Regions from separate parts of the Mus musculus genome. Here regions 2 and 3 are each linked to region 1. The links are chromatin contacts, called in public HiChIP or PLAC-seq and promoter capture Hi-C maps. All regions are on one chromosome and are shown on one strand. Each heading gives the region's core, a stretch centred on a gene start, on an enhancer-like site or on the middle of the called end of the contact. The rest is flanking DNA. Distances are from core to core; before and after follow the strand shown.

Evidence for each region. Promoter capture Hi-C pulls out the DNA fragments that hold promoters and counts their contacts. HiChIP or PLAC-seq counts read pairs in DNA pulled down with a chosen protein or histone mark.
Region 2: an H3K4me3 HiChIP or PLAC-seq map of embryonic stem cells shows a contact between it and region 1, with 7 times the contacts expected there. The contact joins the enhancer-like site here to the promoter of Exosc2 in region 1. A contact is called at or near these places in 9 of 39 promoter capture datasets (the 3T3-L1 cell line, the HPC-7 cell line, embryonic stem cells and 4 more), 1 of 484 Hi-C or Micro-C datasets (embryonic stem cells) and 4 of 115 datasets of contacts at active chromatin or transcription factors (astrocytes, bone marrow-derived macrophages and embryonic stem cells).
Region 3: a contact with region 1 is called in a promoter capture Hi-C map of liver, with 2.8 times the contacts expected there. The contact joins the promoter of Plpp7 here to the promoter of Exosc2 in region 1. A contact is called at or near these places in 8 of 39 promoter capture datasets (the 3T3-L1 cell line, 3T3-L1-derived adipocytes, the C10 cell line and 4 more), 3 of 484 Hi-C or Micro-C datasets (B cells, CD8 T cells and pro-B cells) and 5 of 115 datasets of contacts at active chromatin or transcription factors (the SCID.adh cell line, embryonic stem cells, large pre-B cells and 1 more).

The regions. Positions count from the first base shown.
Region 1 is chr2:31,669,412-31,672,112 of GRCm38.p6, forward strand. It overlaps Exosc2 (exosome component 2), which reads left to right and starts at 1,304. Exons shown (of 9, transcript NM_144886.3): 1 at 1,304-1,450. The coding sequence starts at 1,329.
Region 2 is chr2:31,296,669-31,299,612 of GRCm38.p6, forward strand. No RefSeq gene overlaps it. Among named protein-coding and RNA genes, the nearest start is that of Hmcn2, 16 kb to the right of the region's middle. Within about 2 kb of position 1,578, at least 129 of the 459 cell types and tissues checked have an H3K27ac peak or open chromatin away from gene starts, as enhancers often do. A contact at or near this core is called in bone marrow-derived macrophages, where this site is marked.
Region 3 is chr2:32,094,059-32,096,969 of GRCm38.p6, forward strand. Plpp7 (phospholipid phosphatase 7 (inactive)) reads left to right here and starts at 1,470. Exons shown (of 2, transcript NM_145521.4): 1 at 1,470-2,204. The coding sequence starts at 1,754.

The DNA.
Region 1 (2,701 bases), core at 54-2,553:
CAGAGCTCAGAAAGAACTAGAAAGGGGGAGCTTATTCAGCAGCAATTCAGAGGCTGAAAACATTTTAGGCCTAGATAAGACTGTACAGAGTCTAGAAGCTTCCAGAACTAGACCTAGGTTAGCAAACAAAGACAGTAAACCTCCCAGTCAACAATTACAACAGGAAAATAAAAGTTACATTTATGCCTCCCTACAGACTTGCTTGTCACATGACTGTTTACAACAGTCATCTTTCAGCAGACACATGTCATCACTCAGAAGAGGTCCTTACTAAAGCACATTAGAGCCATAGGGCAGTAGGTGAGGACAGCACCTAAGGGGCTAGAAGACAAGGCCCACGAGGAGCAGTATTCAGAGGGTTCTAGCTTCTCCTCAGATGGTGTTTCCTGTAAATCCCGGTCCTAAATCTATAGTCTACAAAATATTAGATTATAGTGGTTTTGAGTTGGATGCCAAGGTTCATTTCTCAATCTCTAGACTTGCCAACAATAAATAAAATGATGAAATGGAACAGTTTGGGTAAAAACTCATACAGTTTGGTATGGCAGCTTACACCTGTAATCCCAGCTCCTGGGAGGTGGAGGAGGAGGAGTTCAAGGATACCCTGGGTTACACAGCTAGTTTGAGACCAACCTGGATGACATGAGGCACTGTCTTTAAAAAATCCTACACCTGGAATGGAGAGGTGGTTCAGAGGTTGAGAGTACTGGCCACATTTCCAGAGGACTTGGTTTCGTTTCCCAGCACCCACATAATGGCTCACAAACTTCTATAATTCCAGTTACAGGGACTCCAACATCCTCTTTTGTCCTCTTGGGCATCAAACACCACTACCACTACCACTACCACTACCACTACCACTACCACTACCACTACCACTACCACTACCACTACCACTACCACTACCACTACCACTACCACTACCACCACCACCAAACCCACAACCTACACAAACTCACGTAATCGCAGCATTTGGGAGGTGGAGGCATGAACATCTGGACCTCAGCAAGGTTATCCTCAACTATACAGAGTTTGAGGCTAGCCCTACACGGGGTCGTTCCTCTAAAACAAACACAAAACTGACATCCAAACACCAAACCAAACTAATGTCATATTCCCTTACGACATGAGAATTCATCATTCCGCAGGTGCTTTCTTGCCAATAGTAAACATGGCAGCTTGGTGCCCTCACTTCCACGAGTTAACTTAATATTGCCAATACTCAACATGGCTGCCACACTATCCATTCCCATTGGTCGCTTCTCTGAAGGAAGGCGGGAGTTGAGGAGCGGTGTAGAGCTGCGCCTGCGCAAGTCATTGGCGCCAAGATGGCGTTGGAGATGAGGCTCCCTAAAGCTCGCAAACCTCTCAGTGAGAGCTTGGGCCGCGACTCTAAGAAACACTTGGTGGTGCCGGGGGACACGATCACCACGGACACAGGCTTCATGCGGTACGTGAGGATTTGGGGGTCCCAAGGCCTCAGGAGGCGGCTGCAGAGCTCTCTGCACGTGGCCCGCTGTCCCGGAACCCAGGCCTCCTGTCCCGTTGTATCTAAGTCCCCGAGTTACCCGGGACACATCGGAGCATCCATACTAGTTCCCTCCTTTGCGAGCCTCACGCTTCTGACTCCCGGCATCTTGGCTGCACCTTTGTCAGTTCCTGATTCCCTCTTTTGATCTATGGCGTTCGGAACTTTTGGACCCTTATCCTGAAACTCAAGATTCTTGAGCCTTCCTAGGGAGGGAGAACTGGGGAGGGCTGGTTGCAGGGCCCTTCTTACAACCCTCTGAATGGACAGTGGGGTTGGTCATCTCTTTCAGTGTTACCTCAGCGACAAGCCTGACTTGGAAGCAGTAATTTTGGTGGAGCGGGGGTTGAGGCAACATATTGTACCCAACAATACAAATTTAGCACGGAAAGTCACAACATGTGGCAGTTAGGGCTGTCTATGGAGTCGGACATCTGACATTGTTATCCTTAGTTTAGCACCTTGCTAAGGCCGGTATCCTCACCTGGAAGACAGTGGTGACAACAGGAATTGGTAGGTTAGTGAGTATTAACTGAAAAGTGGGGCAGGAGAGCAAAATCCACCATTGTATTACCACCAAAGATAAATCTGCATTAGGTAGCCAGTCTTCCCGATGTCTGTCCGTCCCCCCCCCCCCGTCGTCCCCCCCCCTCACCCCCAACCCTCCAATCTCACTATGTAGCACTGACTGTCCTGGAACTTACTATGTAGACCGCTCTGATTTTGAACTCAAGAGATCCACCTGCTTCTGCCTCCCAAATTCTTTTTTTTTTTTTTTAAGATTTATTTATTTATTATATGTAAGTACACTGTAGCTGTCTTCAGACATACCAGAAGAGGGAGTCAGATCTCATTACGGATGGTTGTGAGCCACCATGTGGTTGCTGGGATTTGAACTCAGGACCTTTGGAAGAGCAGTCGGGTGCTCTTACCTGCTGAGCCATCTCACCAGCCCGCCTCCCAAATTCTTAACTCAAAGGTGTGGCCGTTTGTCCGTTGCACCTAGTTTGTTCTTTCTTCCTCTTTCTTTCTTTTTCTTTCTTCTTTTTTTTTGGTACAAATGAGATTATAGTGTTTATAGTGTTGCCTCTAAGCTTTAAGTTTAAGGTATTAGATGGCAGATATCTTAGGATTCATTCCTTCATAGTTGCAGCATGTGTTCAACATAGCCGG
Region 2 (2,944 bases), core at 328-2,827, 370 kb before region 1:
GGTCAAAGCTTCTCAAAGTGTGGTCCCCCAGCCGTGTCAGCGTAACCTGGCATCTTACTGGGAATGCAGTTTTCTTGGGATTTGGCTGAGACCTGCGTTTCTCAGAGACCCTTGGTGGCGGCGGCAGGGGTTGTGGTGGGCTGTCTCCAATCATATCTCCCCTGTCTTGTGCTGATGAGCAAGCTGTGGAGCAGGATTTAGTAAGAGCTTGTGACTGATGGTCTCTGTTCAAGAGAGCCTGTTACCGAGGAGGGTCTCAGTCCTCAGGAACTGTCCCTAGGTGGAAGCTGGAGGCCACTTACAGAGCCCAACCATATTGCATCCATGGAAGCGTCGAAAATCGATGGGGCTGAGAGATGCATCAGTAGTGGGATGCCTCCTCTGAACGCATGAGGACCTGAGTTCAAATCCCCAGCCCCATGTAACAGGCATAGCTGTGCAGGGTGCAAGGGAAGCCGGGCAGGCACATGGGTATGCTTGCTGTGGAGGCTGCCTGCTGGCAGATCTGGAGGGACAGCTTAGGGGCTCTGAGGGCTGAGAGCACTGGCTGGCACATCCATCCTGCCTCACATCGCCCTGGACAGGCAGGCCTTGACCTTAGTGGGTGACTTACTGTGCTGGTTTCACCTAGGAATTCTCCCTCCTCCCAGGGGAGTGAGCTCTCTATGGTAGCTCAGCTGGTTTCCTTCCCAGTGGGAGTCTTCCACCTCCCCCTTCCTCACTCCAATATACAGGGCAGAAACATCATAGTGGAGAAATTTTTATTTACACTCGTGGTGAGATTTTAGTCTACCATGGCTGGGAAGATATGGTGGTGGGAGTGCAGGCAGGTCCTCCTCAGGCTTACTCAAACCAGGGAGCAGAGAACTACCTCCAAACCAGAAGGGGATTAGTAATCTCTAAGGTCCAGGGCACGTCTGCCAGCTAAGCTGTCTACAGGCCAAAAGTTCTACAAAACTCCAAAACAGAACCACTAGGCAGGGACCAATACCAGTGTTTAATGTACTGGTTTGCAGGGGACACCTCACAGTCGAACCATAACAAAATACCCAGGGCACCACTTGGGGTGAACAGGACCGGGCAGAGAGGAGCGGGAGGTGGGGATGGTGGTATAGATTCAAAGGAGGATCCCTGCAGTGGTCACTGCCTCCCTGCCCTCCTCAGCAGCCGGTCTGCCCTCTCCCACCCTGCCTGACATCCATCCACCTTGTCCTCTTGGCTATCTTCTGGCCATAGTGGTGGGCATAGAAAGAGCATCAAAATCCTCTGAGTTTGGGAAACTGAGCTCTTGGAAAGTTGTTGCCTCCTGCACTTCCTTTCATCAGGGCGGGGTGTGGAGCAAAGGACTACATTTCCCAGCCTCCCTTGGGCAAGGGCGGCCATGTGGTTCAGTTCTAACCAATGGAGTGAGAGCAAAGAAACTTGCTTCACCCTCTTTGAGTCCGTTGGGCCAGACTCCAAAAAAACAAAAAACAAAACGAGCGTTTCTGGGATCTCGTCCCCATCCCCGTCGCCACACAAGCCCAAGACTGAGTTTGTCTAGGAAGAGAAATGCACGCGTGTCTTGACTACGCCGTCTCGGGTCTCTGTCACCAGTCTGATTTAGATCATCTCCAAAAGATTGTGTGTGCCTTTGGGTGGATTTAACGATCCGATGTCTCTTCTAAGTATTTGCATGTAAATTCTCCTTTGCCAAGACGATTAAATAAAAACAAACAGACAAACAAACAAACAACAACTGTACCTGCGTGGGACGAAGTTTCAGGTCATTGTTTTGTCTCCTCCCTTCCCCGTCTCCCTTTCTCCTCCTTCCCCAGGGTATCCTCTGCCTCCTTTAAAGTCCAGAGGATGGATGTTTCCAGGACAAAGGATCCCGTGGGGGACATCTCTGCTTTGCCGAGAGACTTAGGATCTAGTGGCTGTGGACTGGCCAGGGTATCCACTTGGAGTCTACCAGGAGGTGTCCAGGAAGGACTTTGTAGGGACCCTTCGGTCAGGGACCAGGGCTCATGGTCTGTTTCATCTTCTGTCTCAGAAATTGTGTCCTTTCCCCTGGTGAGACCCCAGGCTAGCCACTCACTTCTGCAGATCTCAGGGGTCAAACCATTCCTGAGTCCTGAAATCCACTCCCTCCCCCCGCCCCCCTGCCTCTGGAAAATCAGGAAGAGTGGGAGTGGTGGTGACTTCTGGAACAATCCTGGGATAGAGGAGGTCTTAGTGCTCTATTGCTGAGGGAAACCTTAACCACACAACTCCTATAAAAGAAAACATTTTATTGGGGCTGGCTTAGAGTTTCAGAGGCTTAGTCTATTATCTATTAGCGTGGTGGCACACAGGCAGGCATGGTGCTGTAGAGGGAGCTGAGAGCTCTGCATCTGAAATCCCAAGGCTGTATCCACAGTGACAGACTCCCTCCAACCAGGGTGGACCTCCTAATCTCTGTCACGTATCGGCACTCCTTGATAAGCAAGTGTTCAAATATATGAGCCTTTGCGGGGGGGGGGGGGGTCCTATTCAAACCACCACAAAGAGCTGGTCCTGGATTAGCCCCTGGACCCCCCAATTTTCCAACGGGAGAGGTGGAGAAGGTAGGGAGACGAGTGATCACTTCTGGGTGCTTGCACTCCTTGCACACAGCTCCTCTTCTCTGTGCTTCCCAGGAAGCCTGGTGGAATGGCTCCTCTATGTAAGTCCCCATTTTAACATTTAGCAGATGAATGAGTGGTCATTCTGATACTCACAGCTGACCCTAGATCCTTTCTGTACCCGGATTCTCCGCTTTAGCTCATTTAATACTTGCAGGAACACCCTCTAGAGGCTGTGACTGGTATTACACTCACATTTTATAGACAAAGCTGCCTTTGCTCTTAAGAGGGTCGACAGCCATTGCAAGGGGCTTCCAGGCTCCAGACAAGCTGTCTTTGCCTTTGGTCTCTGCAGGTGT
Region 3 (2,911 bases), core at 220-2,719, 420 kb after region 1:
CTCGAAAAACCAAAAATAAATAAATAAATAAATAAATAAATCCAAAAGTATGTCTATTATTGTTTGTTCTCTAGACCAGTCAGAAGAACTTGTCTAAAGTCCAGGATGAGGAAGCTCACATGCCTTGTTGCCACACCCAGGAGGGAAGATATGATGTGGTCTGGGCTCTCCCAGTCCAAGCTTGGTCTGAATTAAACACTAAGAGAGGAGACATAGGGTGGTCCCTACTTCATCTGTCTCAGCTGTATGCAACTGGGATTTGCAAGGAACCCCACATTAAGGGCTCTTGGATACTGGCCTCACCTCAGCCAAGAATGGGGACAAAGGCAGGCCATGGGCTGGGTCCTTTTGAACGAACAAGGACTTTGTTCCATATCACATGGAGTCCCACAGAGCACTGTGAGCAGAACAATTACTCAGCGTTTTACAAACTTCTATTTGAGTGCCTTGCACAACTGTAAGAAGTGGGCACTATGATGCCTGTGTTACAGTTAGAAACCCTAAGGTTCGGGAAAGAGGCAGGCTGAGCGAAGCCTTCCAGCTGATATGAGCTGATGTGAGAGGCTCTGACTCTGGAGCCTGCAGGCCTATCTGCTGTGGCTGGAGACAACAGAACCTGAGTTGGCTTCTTGTCCTTAAGACGCTCTGGGGTGGTCTTTGTGCATAAACTCTGGGTCTTGGACTGAGCGGGACAGACGGACAAATCATAATCCCGATGTGATGAGCCCCGGGCAGTCACTTCTGTCAATCTCCAAGAGGCAGATCTCTTCCCAGTTAATTACCCATCTGTCTAACAGAAGGCCAGTTTCACAACAACCATTTAAATGCACCACAGTTTACAACAGCAAAATCAACACTGTATTTTTAAAAAAGGAGGAGGAGAAGAAGGAAGAAGGAAGAAAGAGAGGGAGAGGGGAGAGAAGGGTGAGGGAGAGGGGAGAGAAGGGTGAGGGAGAGGGAGAGGGAGGAGAGGGAGAGGGGAGAGGGAGGAGAGGGAGGAGAGGGAGGAGAGGGAGGAGAGGGAGGAGAGGGAGGAGAGGGAGAAGAGGGAGGAGGAGGAGAGAAGAAGAAGAAGAAGAAGAAGAAGAAGAAGAAGAAGAAGAAGAAGAAGAAGAAGAAGAAGAAGAAGAAGAAAGAAGAAGAAAGAAGAAGAAGGAGGAGGAGGAAAGAAGAAAGGGGATAGTTGACTTAGCCCTAGAGACCCAACATAGAGTGCTCTCAGTGACATCAAAATTCCCCTACAGTCCCTGGGATTAAAGTACCCACTGCCCAGCCAGGGGAACAAGAGGACCTGGCTATGAAGGATCTGCCCTGGTCAAAGCTGGTCAAAGTGTAGCTGGGAAAAGCAGGTGTTAATTTAGAGTCCATCTCTGCTAGGGCCAGAGACCAGAACGGGAAGCAAAGGGTGAATCAAGAACAATGGACTACATTTCCCAGAGTTCTTCAGAGCCCAAGGACCAGCCATTGGCAGATTTAAATAGCCCAGGCCCGAGGCAGCCAGGCCTCAGCTGTGGATTCATCTGCCTGTCCGTGGCTCTATTGGCGCTGGCCCTGTAAGGGTGGGCTCTATTGACTGCCCAGCTGTCATTGACGTCCCCAACGGAGCCGGGTGGCAGCTGGAGGTAAATAGCCATGTGCAAGTCTCCTCTCTATATTTAACAGCTGCTACAGAGAAGGTGGTGGCTCCTGTCTTCTGGGAGAAGGCCCTTGGAACTGGGCTGGGACTGGCCTTCTCATAGTAAGTGAGGTCACCATGCCAGCTTCCCAGAGCCGGGCCCGTGCCAGGGATCGCAACAATGTCCTCAACCGGGCTGAGTTCCTGTCCCTGAACCAGCCCCCCAAGGGGACCCAGGAGCCCAGAAGCTCAGGTAGGAAGGCCTCGGGGCCCTCAACACAACCCCCACCCTCCAGCGACGGGGCACGGGAGCGTCGCCAGTCACAGCAGCTGCCCGAGGAGGACTGCATGCAGCTGAACCCCTCATTCAAGGGCATCGCCTTCAACTCCCTGCTGGCTATTGACATCTGCATGTCCAAGCGACTGGGGGTGTGTGCCGGCCGGGCTGCATCCTGGGCCAGCGCCCGCTCCATGGTCAAGCTCATTGGCATCACAGGCCACGGCATTCCTTGGATCGGGGGCACCATCCTCTGCCTGGTGAGAAGCAGCACCCTGGCTGGCCAAGAGGTGCTCATGAACCTGCTGCTAGGTGAGTGTGCCCGCGGCCATCTGTCTGTCACCCGGCCCGCCAGGCCTTCTGGGAGCCGGCCCAACCCCTTCCAGGATCATCAGGCTCTGTGAGAAACCAAGGAACTCGTGTAATGAGGCTAGGCAGAAAGGGTGCCCCAGAAATGGACAAGCCTCTAGTGTGGGGAGGCAAGGGCCCCCTGCAAATTGGGGGGGGGGAGCGGAGGGCTGGAGCATGCAGAGGCCAGCAGGCACCTCTGGGAATCAATTCTCTGTACAGGGGTGCTGTCCAGGGGCAGAGTACAAAGAGGTCAAGGGGTGAATTTGGGGGCTCTGCTGAGTGGCCTAGTGTGATGTCTTGGTCAGGTTGTTATTCCTAACCAGTTACAGACACTACTGAACTGACCCCAAATTTTCCCCTCTTTCATGCTCAGCTAGAGACCCTACAAATTGCCTAGGATTCTTCTAGAGTCTAAAGGTTCAAGGGACCCACCTAAGGTTTCCTATTACCCACTCTGAGCCACTTGGAGCACTAGCCCGCTCCTCCCCCTGGGATGCCTTTGGAGAAAGGAGCCTGGTTGTCAGTTTCCTTTGCCAAAGTCATTGCCACTAGCCCTCCAAACCAACACTGCCAGGTTCCAGTTGCCATGTGGTACCCATGTGGAAAGCAAGCCATTCCTTCTACCTAGAGATGGTACCCAGCCCCCACCCCACTCATCCTCCTAGCAC